Regions from separate parts of the Mus musculus genome. Here all the other regions are linked to region 1. Evidence: chromatin contacts called from public Hi-C and promoter capture Hi-C data. All regions are on one chromosome and are shown on one strand. Each heading gives the region's core, a stretch centred on a gene start, on an enhancer-like site or on the middle of the called end of the contact. The rest is flanking DNA. Distances are from core to core; before and after follow the strand shown.

Region 1 (3,648 bases), core at 697-3,196:
TTTGAGCATTTAAAATGTCAGGCCACAAATCTATAAAATATTAGCCCTCCAAAGAAAAAGGCAAATATCGAACGGTTTCTTTTCCTATAAACAAACAAACAAACAAAAAGGAGCTACCAAGCCGAGCAAGTGATGGGAATTCATTAAGCAAAGGATTTGCCACCCTTCGGATCTAGCCAAATCTTTGGTTTGCAAGCCCAGATCCCGGCACCTTGCCACCTCCGCTGCGTACCCCTCTACAAAGAAGGGGAGAGCATTATTCAGTCTTTTGGAATAGTGGGTTCTACATAATGCGCCGGGAGTCCCGGGTGGACCGCGAGCGGCGCATTTAGAGGCATCGCCAAGTTGCGAGAGACTAAGTCTTTGGCTCCATCCTCAACCCCTTGCGGAGCCTTTAAGAGTCGTAGTGTGTGCGCCGCGCGCTAGTCTTGCCGCCAGGGCGGAAACCACTGTGCCCGATGCGGGGCGGCCGGGGTCCGCGCTCCGGGGTCCACCCGGGCCCATCCCCCTCTCTGTGGCCAGGACCGCGCGGCCACCCGTCCCCGCCCCCCTCCGTCCCCGCGCGCCCCGTGCGGCTGTCTCGACGCCGCTCGCGCTAGGACCGGGCTGCTCCCGCTGCCGCCATGGCGGGGCCGCTGCGCTCCGGCCAATGACGACGAGGGGGCGGCGCGCGCGCGCCGGGCCAGGCCAACCCCGGCGGCTGCCTTATAAGGCGCGCCGTCGCCATGGCAACGTGCGCTAAGTTGCAGCAGTCGTGTCAAAGTTCACTATATAGAGAGCTCAGTGAGCTGATCGCGGAGAAGCCACTTCTGCCAGCCCCGGCGCCTATAAATCGCATTCCCTCCCGCGCCCCCCTTTTTAGCATATTTGATCACTTTGATTCTGCTCTTTTCTCTCCGCGGTGTGTGCGTGCGTGCGCGCGTGTGTGTTTTCTTCTCCTCCTCCTCCTCTGCCGGAGTTGCCTCCTTTCTCCGGGTGCCGCGCTGCTCTTCCCTCTTTCATTCTTTCTCTCCGTTTCTCCCCCCTCTGCGCACGAAGGATGCGCTTCTAGGTGCTGATCTGCCCTCCTTTCTCTCTTATCATCTCTCCCCCGCCGCCGGCGAGTTGACTCTTTCCCTATGTGTGTGAGGCGGCGGCGGCAGCAGCAGCAGCAGCAGCAGCAGCAGCGGCTCCACCGGCGGCGGCAGCAGCGGCAGCAGCAGCGACTCCACCGGCGGCGGCGGCGCTAGACGCAGCGGCTCCGGGCCCGACCCGGAGGCTTCGGCGGCGGCGGCGGCGGCCCGGGCGGCCCGCGGAGAGCAACGAGCGGCCTCCGAGAGCGGCGGCGGCGGCGGCGGCGTCCGGAGCGAGCGCGGCGCGCGCCAGGCGCCCGGGGCAGGAGGCGGCGGCGGCCCAGCGCCAGGACGACGCCGCGCAGCGCCGGACGCGGACCACTTTCATGCTGATTCCCCCGGACCCGGGCAGAGCTCCGGCCACTCCGCGGGCCGCCGGCCTCCGCCCCGGCCTGCCTGGCTCCCAGGGCGCGCCCGCGCCCGGCGCCTCCGCTCTCCCAGTCCTCCTGATTTCGATGGCTTTCCTGAATGGCTGACTGTGGGCTGCCCTGGACTTGGCCCCCGGACAGTCGCCTCTCCTTCTCCTTCTCCTCTTCCTCCTCCTCCTCTTCCTCCTCCTCCTTCTCCTCCTCCAACTCCTCCGCTGCACACTAGATCTGAGAGCGAGAGAGTGAACCAGAGAGGGAGAGAGGGAGGGAGAGTGAGAGCGAGCGAGATCTTTAGAGAGATTTTTTTTTTTTTTTTTTTGCCTCCTACTTCTGTCTTGAAGCCAGACAATCGACTTGCAGCTCTCCCTCCCCTCCCTCTCTCCACGTTCTGCTCCCACTCTCTTTCCCCTGTCCCCTTGCCCTCCCCTCTGGACGGAAAGCCCCCCGAAACCAACAAAGCTGAGCCGAGGGAAACAAACAAAACAAACACACCGGGCCAGACAAGCAATCGACAAAACTTTGCAAAAGCAAAAACAAAAAAACAAAAAAGGAAAAACTAACCAACCTCAAATCAACTAGCCCTGAGCCACCCGGGGCGCCCTCCCGCGCCCTCTCGCACCCTCGCACACACAAAAGGCGGCGCGCCGGAGCCCGAGACCCGGGAGCCGCCGCCACCCCGCCGCCGCCCGCAGCCAGGGGAGCAGAAGTCCGGACGCGGCCCCCATAGATATGGCAATGGTAGTCAGCACGTGGCGCGACCCCCAGGACGAGGTGCCCGGCTCTCAGGGCAGCCAGGCCTCGCAGGCGCCGCCCGTGCCGGGCCCGCCGCCTGGCGCCCCGCACACGCCACAGACGCCGGGCCAAGGGGGCCCGGCCAGCACGCCGGCCCAGACAGCGGCTGGCGGCCAGGGCGGCCCTGGCGGCCCGGGCAGCGACAAGCAGCAGCAGCAGCAGCACATCGAGTGCGTGGTGTGCGGGGACAAGTCGAGCGGCAAGCACTACGGCCAGTTCACGTGCGAGGGCTGCAAGAGCTTCTTCAAGCGCAGCGTGCGGAGGAACCTGAGCTACACGTGCCGCGCCAACCGGAACTGTCCCATCGACCAGCACCACCGCAACCAGTGCCAGTACTGCCGCCTCAAAAAGTGCCTCAAAGTGGGCATGAGACGGGAAGGTATCGGCCTCTCATTTCTTCCCCCTTCGCCCGCGGTCCCGGGGCTCTGGGTGCGTTTGGCTAGCCTGCTCTGGGTAAGGACTCAGAAGCCCCGAGCTCTCCCGGTTGCAGTCGGAGGGGATTTGGTACTAGGAACCGGGGAGGGGGGTGGGGGTCTGCACTGCAACCCAGATCAGCCCCCACCCCCATTACAGTCCGCATGCTTTAGTAGACTTTCCTTCTCCACTCTTTCTTCCTCTCCCCCTCTCTCTCTTTCTCCCTCTCCGGACAGCTTTTCCTTTCCTTTGCATTGATTGAGAGTTCATTAGAGTTCACCTTTCTGCAAGGAATGGGTTGTTTGTTGTTGTTTTAAAGTCCCCCCCCTCTCTCTTCCCTTTCTCTCTTTCCTTGTTTTTCCTGCATGTTCAACATATGTCCCTCCTCCTTACCCCTCTCCCCAACCCCCACCTTTTCAGAAAAAAAAAAAAACAACCTGAGATTGTACTTTTGTACAGGAGGTTCAAATTACAAATGGCAATTTTATGCACTTCGCCGTATTAACGCTGCCGCCTGGGCAGAGCTCATGTGACCCCTCCGTGGATTAACATTCTGCTTTAAAAAAATACCTCTTGTTTTCTTTTTTTTTCCTTTCACTTTTGAAACCCTGAGAGCACTGTAGGGAGTAGGAAAGTGTGGGCAAGGGGCCTTTGGCCGCTGCTTTCCCTCTGCGCCAGTTGGGTCTTTGTGATATAAAATTATCCCAGAGCCGGGAACAGTGCTCTACCAATGGCGCGCTCCGCGCCTGGGCGCGGGCTCCGGGTTGGAGCGAGCCAATGCCGGGGTTTCTTTGTGTTTCTGCGAGAGCGACTCTCCCGGTCCTGAGTCAGATAACAGCGGGTGCCTGAGCCTCGCCGGCTTTCTCCGGTCGTCACCGGCCTTGTCTGGGCTCCGCAAGCGCCCCACGTCTGCTCCCAGCCTCTCTCCCGCTTCCTCTCCTCTCTGACGGCCTCACTCTTTC
Region 2 (3,648 bases), core at 615-3,114, 1.8 Mb after region 1:
ATGTAAAAAAAAAAATGTGTCCATATATGGAGAACGCATGGATACAATGTACCACACTAGTAAGCTACAAGGGAAAAAAAAATCACAGGATCGTCTCAATATACACATGAGCATCTTAGCACATTTGGAGCAGAAAGGAAGGTATCATCCTTAACTCGGCAATGTTTACCCACCAAAAGCTTAGATAAACATCGAAATTAATGAGAAAATTAGATGTCTCCTCTAACTGGATATAGGACAAGGGTTACTCTTATTTTCTAATGTTGTTTTAAATGGCTCATGTTTTAAGAATTGATACATAAATAAGAAGTGTTGAGATAAAGAACATTGTTTGCAGAGAGTGTGTTCCTTACCAATAAAATCGACAGACTTCGAAAGATACGCAATTACAACCAAAAGCATCACCCAAAAAAGCTCCCTAGATACAAAGTCACTAACAGAGAAATAATAATGGTTTCCACACAAGCAACAAACAGCAAGGAAAGATAACTTAAGAAAAAAATCACAATAGCTTTAAGACTATATAAAACATTTAGAAATCATGGAAGAGGAAACGTTTCACCGTATAAAGTATAATGGGTGTTGTTGGAGTCTAATGAACGGAATGAAATGATGGAAGAACGATCTCAATAAACGGGGAATGCGGCTGTTCTCCAGACAGTACTGACTCCGTGCCATGGAGATGTGGTGGTGGTGGGAACAAAAAGAGCGGACCCATTTGGTAAAGCTGTCAGATTAAAAATATGTACGTTCCCAGAGATTCCCACACCAGTTTATAAAGAGACAAACCTAAGATGGTCATCACAAAAGGATATCTGAAGAGTCCTGGGCAGTTCAGGGATCCACCCCTAGGGGGCAGTGAATAGCATTCTAGTCCAGGTAGACCTCTCCGCAGGAGTCAGAAGCAGGAGGGTTGAAGGTATATACACAGCAACATAATCTCTAAAGCACAGTAGTTCATAGGAGAAGAAAGGACAGAACAACCTAATACATTTTTGAAAAATAGAAAGCCCACAAAAATGCATATTTTAGAGTAGAGCCTGCTGCTAAACAGAACGGTCTAGTGAAAGGTAAACCCTGTTTTTGTAAAGTTAAAGGTGGGGGGAGGCAAGGCGAGGGAAAATGGAGATAATAAAATGAAGGGGAAATTAATAAATTCATGAATGAATGAATGAATGAATGATGTCTCTCAACAGTTTGATATTGATAAATCTTCCATGAGCTGAGAAGCACCAGCAAGCCTCACACCTGACTTCATTCTATACCACTTATATATTCTATCATTCTCTATATCTATCATTCTACATATTCTTATATTCATACTCTGTATTATGTCTATTGTGCAGTATCTATATGAGGATGCGTTTTTAATGATCAAACCAAACCAAACCAATACAATACAATACCTGAATGACTTCCAAATTAAGCAGACAAATTGTTCAGACCATGTCTGAGACTTTCTTTCCTGTCATAATCACAGCCCACAAAAGAACAGTTGCAAATTTTTTAAAAATAAAAATAAAAAACCCACTTAGCTATACTTTACCCTCTAATGTAGATATGACAGCTACAAGAGAAACTGTAAATGAAACAAAAAGAAAGCAAGACGAGGAATGGAGGGGCGTGTGAAGAATAAACCTGAAAGTGGCGTTACCAGTTCCTAGCCAAATGAGAAAAAAAAAAGAGCAAAATGGAATGGAATGTACAGTACGGCAGAAAACAATCCTCTGGGTTTTTTCGAAGACCTCTTGTGCGCCTTGGGAAGTGGATTTTAAAGTCAGGAACTCTGCGATCTTTCCTAGGTTTGGGGACAAATTCAGGACTGGGCTGAGCAGTTGTTTCCATCCGTGGAACTCTGCTGCCACCTACTGGTAGGAGCCTGCTACTTCTTCAGGAGCCCGACTTGTTAGCTCCAGGCTACCCGCAAACCAAGTCCCTTGTCCCTTGGGACTGAAGTATGGGGATTCGCTGCTGTCAATCACTCCACCTAGAAGATTTTCAGATCAATACATGTATGTGTTCCGAGGGTAATTAACAATAGGCTAGTTTATCGACTAGGTGAGTCTCTGACTTCCTATTATTTCTCTCACTTTTGAAAATCAAAGAAAAGACAATTATCACTCGAAGCATGGCCTCTTCCCTGTCTTTCCTTTTTCCCCCCAAGGGAGGTGTGAGTTTAATTAAAGAAAAGAATCACACGTTTTGTGGTAGTTTGCAAAGCACATAGTGGGCTAGTGTCTAACAGCACTTCCCCTTTCCTGGTTAAGTACCAAGGATCGTTTTCTCCTGGCTAAGGTGTGAGCTGAGCAGGGCAGGAAACCAATGCTTATGCTTGTGGAGAGGGCGGGTCCTCGTGGGGGGGGGGGGGTTGACCAGCTGAGGGAGGCAGTAAATGGATTTAATGTGGTTTTGAGCTCCAGAATAATTGCTCGGATTTGGTTGAGGTACAAAAGAAAAGAAGAAAGCGCCATCGAATCATTGAATGAGTCCTTACTTGATCAAACAACAGTGATTTGAGACAGAAATTACAGTAAATTTTGGTCAAATTTACTTATTTCCCACAATTCACCTTTAAGTTTGGTCCACGAGATTAGTTTGCTGTGAACGAAATAAGATGCCCGTTTTACTTGATCCATCGAAGCTCTTTAATCAAGGTCAATGACTAGACTTCCCCACCCCACCACCCCACCACCACCACCACCACCAAACCCTCCATCAAAGGCTGGCCTGAGAACCCCACACAGAGATTCCCTGAGCAGGATGGATAATTAGGAGCTTGGTAGTTCCAAGTCCAGCCTTAGAGAGGAGGAGATGCCAGAGATGCGCAGAGAGGCGGCTCTTTATGGAGACAGGTCCAGGGAAGAGGGCAACGGTAATTACCGGGCTGTGAGAGCTCATGTACACCTTGGGAATTATTGGTCCATAAAATGTCTGGAGATGTATGCCAGAAATCTAACGTCTCCTGTGCAGTGTGGCAAGCTGAGCTAAACCAGCCAGACGTGATGAAGATAGGGAGTCTTGTTTAGGAGAGTACAAGGAGCCAGTGGAGATGGTTTGAATGGAATTATACACAAACTCAAATCCCACCCTTACCAGCAGGGAGATCCACTCCAGAAACATTGGGGATGCACAGATGCAACTCCAAGAACTTATAAATGGGGAAGAGAAAGCTCTAAGCTAGGAAAGGATGCTGCCTTTCATTTGGCTCATTGACGAGGAAAGTGACTCTCCCAGACTCCAGGGTTTGTATGGCCTGCCCTGGTGACTGTGAGTCAGTTGCCTTCTCTGATGTGCAGGTCACGAAGTATTGGTTTATCCCAGTGCAAGAAGGAAAACACATCAATAGGATTTGTGAACAGTCAGTCAATGGATGGTCTCTCGATGGATGGTGAGGGAACGTGTGTGCGTGTAGATGACTCTGTGAAGTTTCACTGGCTCTAGGACCCAAACCGCCTAAAGAGCTTGTATCAACCTGTCTAAGGCCAAGCTTTCTCTTCCTAAGAAACAGCAGACACCCATTATTATTGAGAGGATTCCATGAGGGCAGCCAATCAATCCCTGGCAAGCCCTGGGCAGCTCGTGCCCCTTTCCGCAGAGAGCTGGGAGCCCTTGATAAAGATCAGAGCTGTGTCACTGTGTGCACCTTGC
Region 3 (3,648 bases), core at 694-3,193, 1.6 Mb after region 1:
CCAATTTTCCACCTTCAGCCCTTTCTAAACCTCCTCAGTTGTCCACATGTGCTTGAAAGCAACATACAACACTGAAGAAACAAAAGCGCAATTATAATGGTACCTTCATCATTAGATTGACAGAGTTAAAAGAAAAGACCCCATGTGAGAAGGCTTATGGCCAGGACCTGGTACATGCATTTTAAAAACATGAATGAATCAATTTATTGCAGTCCTGGGAATTGAACCTAGGGCTTTTGTGCATGCCAGGCAAGAATTCTTCCACTAAGCCACAGCCACAGCTACAACATGCTTTTAATAAGCATCAGTTATTATGCTGGTGTTTTTTCATCCTTAAAGACATTTTTTTTCCAATTAAATGTATTCTCCATATACGTCTTCTCTGCATTGCATACACAACTTCTAATTGTGATGGACATTTTCATTCTTCACAGGGTTTTAGAGTGTGAGTTATGGGAAGGTGAACTTTAGATACTTAGAACAAAGGCCTAGAGAGATGGTATTATCATAGATCTTCTCAGGAGGCTGCAACTCAGGTCCCCTCACTCCTCTACTGAGTCTGCGCTGCTACCCTGTCTCCACTACTTACCACCCAGAGTAACTAACTCCTTGGTGCCAAGTAAGTACCCCTTTCAAACCTGAACTCTCTCCTGATTGTCCAAGAGAGTTCCCAGGGCATTTTAAACTTGTTCTTGCACTTGTAAATCTCAGAAGTCAACAAAGCTTCCGTGTGGATTTCTGACAGAGCATAAGAATTGTAAACAAGGGGCTGTTTGAGGTTGGAGAATACTTAACACTCATGGATGTTAACTAAGAGATCTTGATATTTTTGTCCAGTGTTTAGAGCAATAAGCGTCGTGACTCTGTGTTATTTATAAGTGTATGTTGGGTGGGTCCCTCTGTATCATTCTGTCCCTGAGACAAACATGAGTGTTGCAGTCATTAGATGCCATGCTCCCTTCTTTCATACTGCAGGGTGACCCAAGGTACAATTTTGTTTTCTGCAGAGAGGAGCCTTGTTACAGATTTCAGTCACTGTAACCCTGTGTCATTATACGGAAACAGTGTCTCTCTGGGGGAAAAGAAAGGCTGTGTGGCTTTTTTATTGGTTTGTTTTTGTTTTCACTTTTGAGACAAGTTCTCATTTTATAGCCTAGGCTTGCCTGGAACTCACCATGTAGCCCAAGCTGGCCTTGGACTTGCTGAAGTCCTCCTCTAAAGAGCTGAGATTATGGGCATGAGTCACTAGGCCTGGCTCTGTATAGCTTTTTTTTCCCCTGCTGTGTGTTGCCCTGCCTGAAGCAAGCTGATAGAATCCAGTAAGTCCTTCCTGTCTTTCCATTACACAATCCTATGCAGTACAATGCAACCCCTCAAAACATCTTATGCTGCCTGTCCCTTGAGACATGAGCAGATACCTAAGTCAAACCTCCAGACTATTCTAAAACCATGGCCTTGAGAGAGTAGCTGGTCATTCCATGAGGCTAACTATGGGAGTGGGCCCAGTGCTGGGTGATCCAGTCCTGCTGGTCTTGCCATTGAGAGGCATGTTACAGGATGAAGACACCCATTCAACTCTCAGTCTCTTCATAGAGTTTTAAAGGGCACCAGGACCAATAATAGCAGCATCAAAACAAAGACAGCTTGACCCACTGAGGCTAGCCTCTGACCTCGGTGCCAAGCTGCTGGGTTTGTATTACTGCCTCTTCAAAGCTCGGTGGCTTAATCATTTGGGTGAGCCCAGTTTCCCAGTGTCTAACAGCTTCTAGGAATTCACACAATGAGCAGCATTTGGAGGCGTGCCAGCTTGCTCTCCAGCTTCCTTCTCGCTGCTTGTTATTCAGAATTCAGGTCAGTTTCTATCTCCAGATCTCCCCTATCCTCCGTTATCGGATTTCAGCTTTGGTTTCTCTCTGGGACAGCGCATAAACATTGTAACTGGGTCATGCTCTGACTTCAGTCCCTTGTGTCATCCCGAGAGCAATTGGCTGGACTTGTGCAACAGAAGGGACTGATGCGGAGTCAGGAAATCCGAGCAATCTCCCCATCGGGAGGGGTCAGGGAACAAAACTCTATGGCCCATTGTATTGAGCGAAGACTGATCCCTATTTGAAAAGCCCAACTATGGAAGCCAGGGTGGTTTGCAGATAACTTTATCTATGTTTCCTCTGAAAACCAGATCCTCACTAAAAGACATTCTTGAGTACTTTCTACACGCAGGTGTATCACTGCAGGGAACAAAGCAATCAGAGGCTTACAGCATCTTGGGGAAAAGACAAACAAACAATAAATAAGACAGCCAATAAATTACGTCACTGCCAGTGCTGGTGGATGACATGAAAATAAGCCGAGGAGACCAGGAAGGGCTAGGTGGGAGATGGGGGAGGGGAGTAGGAGGTGATGTCTTCAGACAAGAATTCAGCCGCAAATGTCCAGCCTCTAGCGGGAAATGACGTGGCCTGTGGCAAAGGTGTGAATTTAAACCAAAACACCATTGTCACTTTGAGATATCTAGATGGCTCTATTTATTTCCTCCTCACTCTCTCCCACCTCATCATCTTAATACAAATCCACCGTAACTGCAGGAACACTTGTCTCCGTGAACATAAAGGCAAAACCATAGGCTTTTGTTCCCCGCCCTCTCCCCATGGGAAGAGTGCTCAGTTTTCCTGACTCCACATCACTATTCATTATTCAAGGTCATCCTACAGGCTGATATAGGAAGAGCAACATGTTCACAGACCAGTCAAAATAATTTTTCTCATTTTAACCACGACAATAACCTAAAAGAAATCACTTACCATTTTTGATGTAGTTGGGATTTTAAATGTTTCCATGACAGCTCAAGTGTTGAAGACATCGTTCCAGTGTAGCACATCTGGGAGGCAGTGGAACATTAAGGGTTGGTACCCAGTTGGTGATTGCTAAGTCACTGGAGTATCTGTCTTTGAAAGGAGACTGAGACTCTGGTCCCCTCCTTGTCATTACTGTCTGACACTTTCAACAGAGGTTTGAAAGAAATGGGTCTGCCTGATTTACTGACTGAAGGATTTAAAACTACGAGCCTGCACAACCCGTTTCACTCTGTCAACCAATGCCCTCTGGTATTATGGTTTTCAGTGGTAGATTAGCTAGCTGACACTTTCTTTGAGATTGCTTCCTCTGCTACCAAATCTTCAAGTGGCTACAATGGGGCACCTGATATAACAGTGGAGGCTCAAGAACTTTCATCCGAGTTCTTCTCTTTGACCTCCTCTGCCACACGGAGGATGGGAGAATGAACCTCCAGGGGACGAGAGATGCTGTTCAGCCAAGTGTTGAGAAGATAGGAGTGAGGGCCGGTGTTGATGACCAGAGCTGTGCCTGGAATACAGCATGTGCTCAATACATACTCGCTAGGTGGATGAGTTCTAAAGTGCCAGGACCAGGGAAGACTGGGAGGGCCCCAAGCAGTGTCAGCTTTGGTTGTGTTTGGATGTGTTCTGTATCTGAGGCACTTCCTTGGTTTTAAGTCTAGCTACGGAATAGTAGAAAGGCAATGGGGAGGAGAAGAATAGAATAAGTTTTGTCTTGCTTATATAAAATTTCAAAGTATGGAGGAAATCAATACTCCACATATAAATAAATCAATGTTTTAAGTGTTTATTT
Region 4 (3,648 bases), core at 333-2,832, 1.5 Mb after region 1:
TGGTCCCAATTAAGAGCAAGACCCCAATCCTAACAGATGTTAGCCAAACAACTCCAACCTGAGGTTTAGTGCACAAACTCAGACACATTTACTACACCCAAGAGAAGCAAAAATAAATATCATGTATATACTGGACCATTTGAGTTAACTTGGAATGACTAGGACTTCCACCCAAAGCTGCAATTAGTTTCAACTCCTTCTTTCAATTTGTAATGAGCATATTAAATGTTGTGCTGATGTTTGGCACAATTCTGGTCCTCAGAAGAATTTTACTTACAGGAGCCATTCTTGATTTCATTTGAAAACGCAGTGGACACCTCTAAGATGCTGTTTCTATTAGAATGAATGAGGAACGTGCTCTTTTGAGACTCTAAATGAGTAATGTCGGCTGCCAAGTAAGTAGTTTGCTCTAGGTCAAGGCAAAAAAAAAAATCATCCTTCAGCTCTCACTGCTGGCTGTGGGCAAGCTCGGCTGCCTGGCTTCGTGGAGTTCTCTTTAGGGTAGTGAGCTGAATGCCTGACCAAAAAAAAAAAAAAAAAAAAATTCTCTCCTCTCCTCACACCCTGTCCCAGCATAATCTTCTCCTGAACGACAGGTGGCAGTAAAGAGACACAGCCTGCAGGAGCTAATTAAAGAGGGTTTTCTATCTACTTCAGGAGGGATTATACAAATGCTGCTTAACACGCAGGATTGGGTAGGGGAAAGATAAAAAACCTGATTCAAGCTTCTTTGCACATGCGGTTCTGTCTCTACATATGTTACACCTAGCTCGGAGATTCTGCCCACCAGCCTCTTCCCTGATTTCAAGCAATCACCTCAGGGTATAAATGTTCTTACTGTGGAGAGCTCAATGTGTGTCATGCATAGGCCTATAACCAAAGACTCTGTAGCTGACCCCAGGTAGACAAATGTGGACACACACACACACACACACACACACACACACATGCACACACGCAGCTAAGATAGCTCAAGCTTGTCAAAAGCACAGATTCCAAAGCAGCCAAGCCAAGGGGTGCATTGTGTGAAATCTGCCATATTACGGGAACATTTGGTTTCTGAACTGCCTTAAAATGGTGACCTTTTTCCAATTGCCAAATAAACATTCTGCAAGCTGCACTGGTGTCGAACAAAAGTATCATCCAATAGTTGACGGTGCTGATCAAAGAGTTGTCTTTTAGGGTCTTTTGTCATTTCAACCAGAAAAAGACATTTGCTTAAAATCTGAGCACTGAAACTGGCTCACTTTGCATTAAAGGCACAGTAAAAAGAAAAAAAAATTGAGAATGCACAGCACACAGATCTCTGAACAATGCACATCCAAGAAAAGGGGGAAGGGGGAATAAAACATCGAGTTCCAGGGGATACATGACTAATTTTGAGTTAAGGAAAACTGGGGGTGTCTGTTCCAGTGGGAGCTGTCCCCAAAGATCGGCAATTGCAAGCATGAATCATCACGGCCTGGAAAATACAATCTGTAGTTCATCTAGTACATTTCGCCCAGAAGATACAATCTATGACAGTCAATTCTTACCCATGGAGCTGCAGCATGCCTCCCAGTGACACATCTACAGTTAAGTCTAGCCAAGTTTCACTGACTCACCCGGCTCTCTATGCCTCTCTCTGGATCGTACCCAGTGAAGGCACAGACTGGCCCCATCCTTCACATAGTCGCACAGTTTAGCCTGTTGGCTGAGCAACAAGCCCTACTTCTGGTTATAGGATCAAATGAAAGGAAGGGGACATTGACCGTAATACCAAAAATCCAGTTGACAATGTTAATCATCACGACTAGCTACGGAGGGCTCTTTGGGTATGACTAGCTTGTCTTCATCTTCTCCTTTTGTTTTGTCTATGTTTGCTTGCTTTTGATATTGTTTTTGTGTCTGTTTTTGAGACTAAGTCTCACTATGTAGCCCATGTTAGTATGGAACTCATTATTTTTCCTCCATTTCCCAAGTGCCAGGACTTCAGGCAAGCACCACAACCAATTCCAGCTACTTTCTCTCTTCTTGGTATTTGGCAAGCCCAGGTATTTCATGGCAAGTTGTGTGCATGGATGTGTGGGCAGTGAGAGAGTTAGAAACACTCCAGACAGAGAACCCCAACTCATCCTTGTCCTGGCAATCTGCTGAGGACAGCAGTTCAAACCACTTCTATTGTGAGGACGTTCTTCTTAGCCAAGTGGCATGAATGTTTCTTAAGAACAAATTATTTTTAAAGAAAATTTAATTTTTATTCAATGATAGTAAGTCCCCAAACACTAACTCTTGAGAAAGAAACAAAAGAGTCAAGGAAATAGCTCAAGATAATGAAAATCTTGTCTCAGAGACTGGACCACATTTAAATCGCAACCCACACAGGTTGCTCTGTTCACTCTCCCCACTTCCATTTCTTTACACAGCTAAAAACATGGCTCTGCTTTTGTCTGCATAACTTGCCTTGAACCTTCTAGGTAGGAGAAGCCACCTGACACCAAGAAGTTTTGCATCTATAAGCATGAGTGGCTGCTCCTTGCATCTTGAATGTTATAAATCCCATGATAAAGGAGCCAGAACCTTGACCACTAATCCTTTATCATATTCCCCTGAGCACTGGAAATACCAGCCACCTGTCCATGTAAGGGACTTACATAGGGACCAGGAGAGTCATTGATAAAACACAAGACACCCAAGGAAATGTGTGCCTAACAAACAACAAATCACTTGTGTTCGTAAGGTCCTTGAAATGTGTTGGGTATATTTTAACCGGAAATTTTGTTATTTTAAATTGAAATTTCACAGCGTGCTGCACTCTCCTTTACCAAATATAAAACAGCAAACTTCAGAGTAAAATGTCTCTGAGGAGCGTCACCTGAGATTCTTATGAAAACAGGTAATCCACTAAGAAATCGGAAGATCTATGGTGTGGCTAGGTCCTACTCTGCAGCCTGTATTCTACTGGATACTGAATACTACTACGCAGCCTGATTGGAGTCAGGCTGGTCATTCTATTCTTTTCACCCTCTTAGTAGACAGTTGAGTTCATAAATTAACATGTCTGTATTGGTATAGAAACTCTTACCAAGCCACTCATTCCTAAATTACTAAAAAAACAAACAAACAAACAAACAAACAAAAACCAAACATATGACTACAAGCTCCACCAGGCAGAGCTGTGTATAAAGAAGACACCCCAGGGAAGCACATGAGCCACCGACCAAAGGGCCTTCTATAAAATCATCATGGGTTTTAAGGTACCCTCCCCAGAAAGCACATATCAAAATCTTGTATTTAAAAATGCACCCATCTCCTTCCCTTCACCTCCAAGATTTGCCAGGACGAGGTGGATTCAGAGAGCCACCTAAGTCCTGAGTTTTAAGCAGCATCAGTTGTCTGAGAGGGGTGAGCCTTGAGCAGCTCCTATGAGGAAAGACGGGATGCCACATGAATCCTATGTCTTCTTACTTCCTGATTCTCCATCCTGGCTCTGTAAACATGAGTTACCATCTCTTCCACTCGAGCGGTGTGAGGGACCCCAACTCTACAGCTCAGTTACAGAGCCATCTCTAGAAAGAACAATCTCTTAGGAAACAGGGTTAGGCTTTTAGCAGAAGCACCACACAGTCCCTCATTGACTAGAAGCAGCATGGGCATTTCACACCAGAG

The links. Promoter capture Hi-C pulls out the DNA fragments that hold promoters and counts their contacts. A called contact is a pair of places that touch in the nucleus more often than the background predicts.
Region 2: a Hi-C map of uterus shows a contact between it and region 1, with 10 times the contacts expected there. The contact joins the enhancer-like site here to the promoter of Nr2f2 in region 1. A contact is called at or near these places in 5 of 39 promoter capture datasets (the 3T3-L1 cell line, hippocampal neurons, liver and 2 more), 2 of 15 datasets of contacts at CTCF or cohesin (the NIH/3T3 cell line and stem cell-derived epiblast-like cells), 10 of 484 Hi-C or Micro-C datasets (the AML12 cell line, cortical neurons, embryonic fibroblasts and 4 more), 14 of 115 datasets of contacts at active chromatin or transcription factors (the NIH/3T3 cell line, astrocytes, craniofacial prominence and 11 more) and 1 of 9 other capture datasets (embryonic stem cells).
Region 3: a promoter capture Hi-C map of liver shows a contact between it and region 1, with 4 times the contacts expected there. The contact joins the enhancer-like site here to the promoter of Nr2f2 in region 1. A contact is called at or near these places in 5 of 39 promoter capture datasets (the C10 cell line, hippocampal neurons, liver and 1 more) and 2 of 115 datasets of contacts at active chromatin or transcription factors (stem cell-derived neural progenitor cells and trophoblast stem cells).
Region 4: a contact with region 1 is called in a Hi-C map of adipose-derived mesenchymal stem cells, with 6 times the contacts expected there. The contact joins the enhancer-like site here to the promoter of Nr2f2 in region 1. A contact is called at or near these places in 6 of 39 promoter capture datasets (the 3T3-L1 cell line, hippocampal neurons, liver and 1 more), 6 of 484 Hi-C or Micro-C datasets (adipose-derived mesenchymal stem cells, cerebral cortex, cortical neurons and 2 more), 8 of 115 datasets of contacts at active chromatin or transcription factors (the NIH/3T3 cell line, astrocytes, embryonic forebrain and 5 more) and 1 of 9 other capture datasets (adipose tissue).

The regions. Positions count from the first base shown.
Region 1 is chr7:70,358,891-70,362,538 of GRCm38.p6, reverse strand. It overlaps Nr2f2 (nuclear receptor subfamily 2, group F, member 2), which reads left to right and starts at 1,946. Exons shown (of 3, transcript NM_009697.3): 1 at 1,946-2,651. The coding sequence starts at 2,210.
Region 2 is chr7:68,578,052-68,581,699 of GRCm38.p6, reverse strand. No RefSeq gene overlaps it. Among named protein-coding and RNA genes, the nearest start is that of Gm34549, 92 kb to the right of the region's middle. Within about 2 kb of position 1,864, at least 5 of the 459 cell types and tissues checked have an H3K27ac peak or open chromatin away from gene starts, as enhancers often do. A contact at or near this core is called in uterus, where this site is marked.
Region 3 is chr7:68,715,891-68,719,538 of GRCm38.p6, reverse strand. No RefSeq gene overlaps it. Among named protein-coding and RNA genes, the nearest start is that of Arrdc4, 32 kb to the left of the region's middle. Within about 2 kb of position 1,943, at least 71 of the 459 cell types and tissues checked have an H3K27ac peak or open chromatin away from gene starts, as enhancers often do. A contact at or near this core is called in liver and trophoblast stem cells, where this site is marked.
Region 4 is chr7:68,831,570-68,835,217 of GRCm38.p6, reverse strand. No RefSeq gene overlaps it. Among named protein-coding and RNA genes, the nearest start is that of Gm34612, 41 kb to the right of the region's middle. Within about 2 kb of position 1,582, at least 21 of the 459 cell types and tissues checked have an H3K27ac peak or open chromatin away from gene starts, as enhancers often do. A contact at or near this core is called in adipose-derived mesenchymal stem cells, cortical neurons and hippocampal neurons, where this site is marked.